2 separate regions of the Mus musculus genome follow, and region 1 is linked to region 2. The links are chromatin contacts, called in public Hi-C maps. All regions are on one chromosome and are shown on one strand. The core of a region is the stretch at or near the end of the contact, and the rest is flanking DNA. Distances in the headings are between cores, read along the strand shown.

Region 1 (3,551 bases), core at 416-2,915, 340 kb after region 2:
CCTCAGAACTTATAAGCCATCCCCAATTAAATGTTGTCCTTCATAAGAGTTGCCTTGGTCATGGTGTTTCATCTCAGAACGAAACCCTACTAATACAACACCCATCACTCTGCATGACAACTTTAAAAAAATAACACACTAATAAGGTAAGGTTTATTTTGCCTTATTATTTCAGAGTTTCTTGATCACCTGATTGATCATTTGACACCTGCCTATGGGCCTGTCAGAAAGGGATGGAATGACAGTGGGAATGTGTGTCAGAGGAAACCATTCACCTTAAATCTGAATGCTGATTTGGAATTTAGTTTCCATTATTCCCAATGAACATTTAGTTGCATAAATATTTATCTTCACTTTGCATGTCAATTGTTGCCCCCCCCCCCCACACACACACACTTTTTTGTGTCCCCAGCACTTTGGTCAATACATCCTGCTTCAGGATGACAAGCGACATTTTTCAACAGTGAATAAAGTGATAGAACACACAGATGCAGGAGTGAATGTTTGCCTGAAAGGAGTCAGTAACCCTAGCAGTGAAGGGATGTGAAAGGAGATGGATAAAAAGAAGAGCACAAGTAGTTTAGTTATAAGTCCATAATGCTCATTGAAGAAAAGAAACTGCCCAGTTTATAAGAAATGAGACAGCTTGGAATTTAACAGTTCTTGTCTGTCTTGAAAGGGCCGTAATTTGACTTTTTTTTTTTTAATAATAAAGTTTTAAAACAAATCTTTAATCTTGGTTTCAGGCTGCATGATTAGTCCTCTGCTTGATTGTTTAGGAAATGCCCATTTGTAAGGGAAAGTACACTTTGGAGTTTATGGCATTGAGAATTGGGCACGGAAGCAGGTCTAGATCTAACTGGGAGTTCAGGAGAAGGGAGCAGAGAAAGCTACAATGTAGTTTCTTGAGTCTTAAGGGGTGTGATTTATGGAAAAGGCTGATGTAGGATCAGGAAACTCCACTGTGTCCTAAGCATGGATCTCCTTTTGGAGAGAATTCAGGCATGCAGAGCTCTGATTTCTTGCAGGCCAATGAGTAGAAATTCTGAAGTAATAATGGTAATTACAGTATCGGACATTTACTAAGCATTTATATTATGCATGTAGGTTGAGTTTCCTCTTCATGAGCTTTTATTAATCTCTGATACTTCTCACATACAAGGGCCAAGGTGTTCTGTAGCAGGTATTTTAAAGGCTTTGTGTTTTGTTGAGTTCCCGTTAAGACTAAATTCTCTCATCACAGGAGAGAAGTGATCATAGCTAATATGTAAATTAGTGGGTGTGGCTTACGATAAAGAATTGTTGCTATGTACTGAGGCAGTGGGCTCCATTTATCAATTCCAGAAGCATACCATTGAGTTTAAATTTCTAGACCCGAGACTCAAATGCAAACCTGTCTGAGCCAATACCCACTCTCTCAGCCATTCATTAGATGGCTTGATATCAGGCTTCAGAAGGATAACATCGGAGGAAGAATGGAATATATATTGCAAGGAAAAAAAATTGAAGGCTGGAGACAAGTCCAGATGACAAAAATCCACATGAGACTTGCTGGCATGTAAAAGAAAGATGTCGCAGTAGGGACTGATGAGAGAAGGTGGCTAGGAGTTTAGGGAATGTAATCCTGACTTGGCCACTCATGGGTTATATAACGGTAGGTTAGAACTTTGAATGCTTAGATAAGGGTTGCTGGAACATTTTGGAAAACTAGCTCATGCTATCCTACTTGTGAGCCATAGCAGCTAAAAATGAGCCCCAGCTCTTTACAAGATGGACCAGCCTTGCCTTTGTGGACCAAGACACCAATTCTCTCCACATATGGAAAAAATACATTGAGTGTGAGTATGATTTTCCTGGTCCAGCCTGCTCTTCCTGTGGATTCTCATTATTTTTTCAACATGGGCCTATCTTTTTTACTTGAGTCATCCCCTGACTTCTTACTAATCAGTAACTAGGGTTGTAACCACTTGGCACAATTCCCTACAGGAACTCTGCAATACGAAACAAACTGTGTCATTCACATAAACACTCTTGGAACTACAGATTGTTTGCAGGGCTAAGGGCAAGTTTTACATGCTTTCAAATCAGGGCTAATGCTTTTACCTCCTCTCCCCCTATGTTGTCCAGCTCAGGGAGATGGCACAAAGTCTATCAGTGGCAGGATGCCCAAGCCTTTCCTGAGTCTCTCTTTGGAAACAAATCTCTCCTTTTCCCAGTATATTGCCTTCTGTGCTTGTATTCCAGAACTAGCCAGGGCTCATCTTAAATCAGAGTTGTTTATGTGTGCATTTGTCTTCTCAACTGGATTGTGGGGAGGTGGGGAGCCAAAGGCAGTAATATCTCATTTGCTTTTTCTAATTTGGGTCAGCATGAAATGGGTTTGCAGTTGAATCTAAGATCAGATGGAAAAGGATCCAGATATCATGAGGACAGGGGACTGAGGGACCATTAGCCCTTTCAGAACAATATAGTAGAGATAATGCTTTTTATGTTTTTACAAGGTATTTGAATCTACTAGAATACATAGGTAATAGATTATTAAAATAGGTTATAAAATAGTGAATGTAAAATAGGTAGTACTTTAATAATAAAAATACTGAATTGTAGACATTTTTCAATATTTTAGTAGAAGATTTTTGCTGCTTGGGGAATATAAAGAACAGAGATGATACAAAGACAAAGCCAACACAATTGCTCTCTCTAGAGAAACTGCAAATGCCAGACACTCACTTATGCTGGCAAGGACTGTCTTAGATTCCCGGCAAGGGCTAATGACAGTCTTGGCAAGTCGGGTGCATCTCACTGTGTTTGGTGTCTTACTTGGGATCACCAAAGGAGGAGACATGGAGATGGGGTTGCAAGGTTCTTCATGTGGAAAGTATCAAGAAGTCCAAGTGAAAACTAACAAAAAACCAAACAAAGAATCAGGGAAATGGAGGGCATGGATTAGGATCCCTTAGAGATCATGAGTGACTAGATTACCACCACAGTAGAGAGGTGGGTCTAAGTCTTCTTAGTGCCATCTGAAGATTCTTCTAGAAAGTATGTAAGTAGTGCTACAGTGAGAAAGAAGGGGAGCTATCTCCATCCATCCATGGTTCAGCATGCACTCCCACCCTCACCCCCACCTCCACCCCCTGCTGCAATGAATTGCTTGGTTGTGTTTCTATGGAGTGTTTATATGGCAAAGCAGAAAGGCAGGGCAGTGGGAAATGGCCAGTTTCCTGGGGACCTGCCATCATAGTGGCAGGTCTTCTTGGGATGGACAGGGCATCACCATTGGCTGTCCCAAGTGCGGGGTTAGAGTCAAGGGAAATGCCCTAGTCGTGGTCCCTCTCTTAGTGATGAAACCCTGGCCGAGGATCTCAGGGTCTGGTTAGCCCAGGTTCACTGGCAGTGTGCTGTTGTCCTAAGACACAGATGTTTCCTCATCTAACTTCATGTTTCCTCCATACTGGTAGGGTTGGAAGGAGAAATAGAATTGTCTAGGATAAAAAAAAATTACCATTGCAGAAACAATAGAAAGAACATACGTCAACAAGTGTTGAACA
Region 2 (3,756 bases), core at 1,101-3,600:
CCATCCTAACTCTTCACACCACACTGCCCAGGACTACTGCACCACCCCACCTCCTCACATCCCTACTGTGCAGGATTATCACCCCACCTCCTCACATCCCTACTGTGCAGGATTACCACCCCACCTCCTCAGATCCACACTGTCCAGAGTCCACCTCTAGCCTACATCCCCCCATTACCCAGGGAATGCATATCTTTCCATTTACAGCCTGCATGTCACTGAAAGCCAAATACAAATGAAGGAATGAGTGAATGAATGAAGGAATGCTGAACTCTGCTTCACACCCCTTCCCTCACCAAACTAATATATAAAGAAACAATACTGGATGCATAAGAGACTTATATAGAAACTGATAATGGATGATCTGGGAAACAGTAAACAATGAGAGGGAAAACAGGGACCACAATCAATGAAAAGACTGTGATGGGGAGAAAGGAAAGGCTGCAAGATGCTGGAAAGATGTTCAGATACAGGCAAGCATAAACTATCAGACCAGGCGCCACAAAGACGCCACTGGTCACAGGAACCACATAATATTTTTCATGGAAATGAGATGATGGAAATGGTATTACAGTTGCAAGCAGTGTTATTTCCCACTCTTAGGATGTATCACAGATTGTCTGGGAGAGGGGAAGTGTAATCTTCCTCAGTGCGGGGTATAAAACCCTCTAATGAGAGGAGGCTCTGGGGGAAAGGCCACCTGCCAGAGCTTCCCTTTCCTCTCGGTACCACACACTGGCCCCAGCCCTAGACCCTCAAGAACCCTTTCAGTCAGGATCAGGATGGGCCCTAAACCATTCAGACTTACTCTTTTGTTAAATGAACACCTCCTTTCAAACCGCTATTGAAGACACCTTTTCCTCTTCCTCCAGCTAAGATCTGGGCTTTTAAAACAATTTCTTTTGCATCTGAAAAAGAAAAATCCAGACAGTAATTGTTTGAAATCCTTTCCTTATTTCATCTCTTCTTTAAAGGGGTAGGAAAAAAAGAAATAATAGTATAGGACTTCACTTCCACACAACTTTACTAAAAGCTCCTAAATCAACTTTCAAAATGAAGACAATGAGAAACTTCAAAATAACTAAAAAAGCTTGTTTACAGAGGACAGTCAAATACATCCACCAGTGTAGAGCCCAGATAGTCACACCTATGGAGAAAGCCAGGCTCGAGTTCCCTTGTCTTCTGAGTGTGCTAGATAAAGCTAGGGACACAGTACAACTTGTACTGTGTCATGACACTCCCATGTGGCAGAGGATCTAACTGTGAGCTTTGAGATGTCAGAGGGAGATGGGACTGGGTACGGAAAGGGTTTACAGACAAGACACAAAGGCTGACTTTAATAACTGGATTCCTGGAAACTAACAGTTTTCTGAGTAGTTGTTCTATATATTGACAGGGATGGCCAAGAAAGAAGGAAATGAATTAAAACTAAAAGCAAGCAATATTTTTCATAAAGTATTGGCAAAATGAAAAAAATCTCCTAGGGGAAAAGGGTTTGGGAATATTTGTTTCTCAGCTCATGCAAAGAAAGAATAAACTCCCTGCTCCCGACCTTTCAGACCAGAGTTATAAACTCAAGTGTGTCTATAGGCCTGGCAGAGAAGTGGGGTGAGAAGTCACCTACTGATAAATGGGGTCTTTAGCAAGCAAGAGCTCCCTTTCCCGATTTGGGGGCAGGAGGAATGCTCCAAATCAAATGCGTTAAAACAAACAAACAAACAAATGCACATGCCATGCATCTCAGGCCACAGCTGGCCTTGTGTTTGTGTGTCACCTTTATTTAAATCAGAGAATTGAATCATCTTCCATTAGGCTACCATGGTGTTCCTTGCTCAGATAGGTGATGTTAACCATAGGCCTCTGAGACTCAGCTTATTACTTGAAACAACAGTCAGGATTGTTTTAAGGATCAGAGGAGAGCACGCTGAGAGGGAGGTGGCTCAGTAGTTAAAGCGTTTGCTCTGTAAGCCTAAGGACCTGAGTTCTGATCCCCAGCATCCAAGTAAGGGCAATGGCACAAGCTTATTATCCCAGTGATGGGGAAGTAAAGACAGGAAGTCCCTGGAGTGCAGGAGCTGGCCAGCCTCTCTAAATCAGTGAGCTCCAGGCTCATCAAGGGAACTGATGGGGACTAACTGGGGAAAACACCCAGCATCAAGTCCACACCCTGCTGCACTCCCACGCACGCACACGCACTCTAAGCATTCAAACAAATGGATAAAAGCTTTAAAAATAACTGCCAAAGTTCATGTTGCATTCTTGGCTGCTTCAGTTTAGGAGTCATTGCCATTGATGCTCACAGTCAATCAGGCAAAGACTGAAGGTCAAAGATCCACCAAGGTTTTGTTCTAGGGAGCTATAACGAGACAGAGCACTCTGAAGGCATAGGGTCAGTGATCAGCCAGCCCGTGCAGAGGCTGCAGCTGCAGGGCTCATTTGCTGCTTTCCCTGCTGGACTCCTGTCTCTCACATAAACCTTTCCTCCCACAGACAAGGCTCAGCCAAAGCACAGCTCCTTCTTGGAACACAGCCCTGTCACGCCTTTGACTCTTGCTTCTGCCATCAACAGGAACCATCACATCAGCAGCCGATCCCTGACTTAAAACAAGGTGGCCACCCATAAGCTGGGTACAAACAAGCTATGGTCGCTGCTCACTCTCAGAACTCCCCAGAAGAGCGGCTGAGCCAAGTTAACTCACTGTTCATTAGGCTACTGCACGGGACAGCAGCCAGTCCATACACAGTGATACTGCACTGACAGAAACCTGGACTAAGATGCCCAACTCTAGGGCTAGGGGTGCACGCGCCTCAGTAGGAGAGCAAGCCCTGTGTTTCATATCAACGCTGTAAGACAATAAGCAAACAAAACTCTTGTAGAGGTACACAAAAGGATGGAAGAAGATGCCTGTCTGAAAAGAAGCACACAGTGCTAGAACAGCATGAAGACAAAACTCGGTAGAGGACCTGAAGTGATGACCTCCATGGCTGGTGTATTCACAAAGTATGAGGGCTATCACCGGAACGATTACTCTCAGTGACTGCCAAAAATGGTAGGGAAAGATGTTTCCTATTTGTCTTCTGAAGACTTCAAGGAGAGAAAATACTGTTTTGCTGTCTGCTCAACGGTGTAATTACAGCCCCTTCACATTCTTTAGAGCCTCAGGGTACCCCACTGTCATTATCATCTTCAATGCCCTTGTTGCTCAGGAGAGACGCTCTTCCCTCTCGGCTTTTCAACAGCACAACTGGAGTGCCAGGCAGCACCCCTAACTGGCTACTGATAAGTGGCACCCCAAAGGCTGATTAAAGCAGTTCTAGTCATCAACCTCCAAGACCCAGAAATGGCTGTAACCTTGATGGAATTTATCAACTGGCCTGTCACTCTCCGTCCTCGTGTCAGAGGTTTCCATGCCACCCTGGTGATAAGTCATGCAACCATTTTGGTAACTGAAGCCACATATCAGGACACTAATACTTGGGTTTGTTTTGTTTTGGAGTGTCACAGATAGAATCCAGGGATTGACCCATCCTAGCCCAGGCTAAGGATGTGCTCTGCCACTGAGCCATTCTGAGAGCTCCACCTCCAAGTCAGTGCAAATAGACAAACGGAAAAGGGAGTCTACTCAGTCTGCTATTTCCCACAACTTGTATACCAGTCAGAAATATGTTCATTAAAATAAGTAAATACTGAGTATGGGAACTGAGCTGCCTCTAGTAGTACATTAGATTCACGTCTTGAGGGAGACTCAAGAAGGG

The links. Hi-C and Micro-C count contacts between places; a contact is called where the count stands out from the background.
Region 1: a contact with region 2 is called in a Hi-C map of liver, with 4 times the contacts expected there. The contact joins two enhancer-like sites.

Annotation. Positions count from the first base shown.
Region 1 is chr6:95,932,751-95,936,301 of GRCm38.p6, forward strand. No RefSeq gene overlaps it. Among named protein-coding and RNA genes, the nearest start is that of Gm38864, 29 kb to the left of the region's middle. Within about 2 kb of position 1,666, at least 10 of the 459 cell types and tissues checked have an H3K27ac peak or open chromatin away from gene starts, as enhancers often do. A contact at or near this core is called in liver, where this site is marked.
Region 2 is chr6:95,594,846-95,598,601 of GRCm38.p6, forward strand. It overlaps Suclg2 (succinate-Coenzyme A ligase, GDP-forming, beta subunit), which reads right to left. Exons shown (of 11, transcript NM_011507.3): 3 at 809-908. Among named protein-coding and RNA genes, the nearest start is that of Suclg2, 120 kb to the right of the region's middle. Within about 2 kb of position 2,351, at least 18 of the 459 cell types and tissues checked have an H3K27ac peak or open chromatin away from gene starts, as enhancers often do. A contact at or near this core is called in liver, where this site is marked.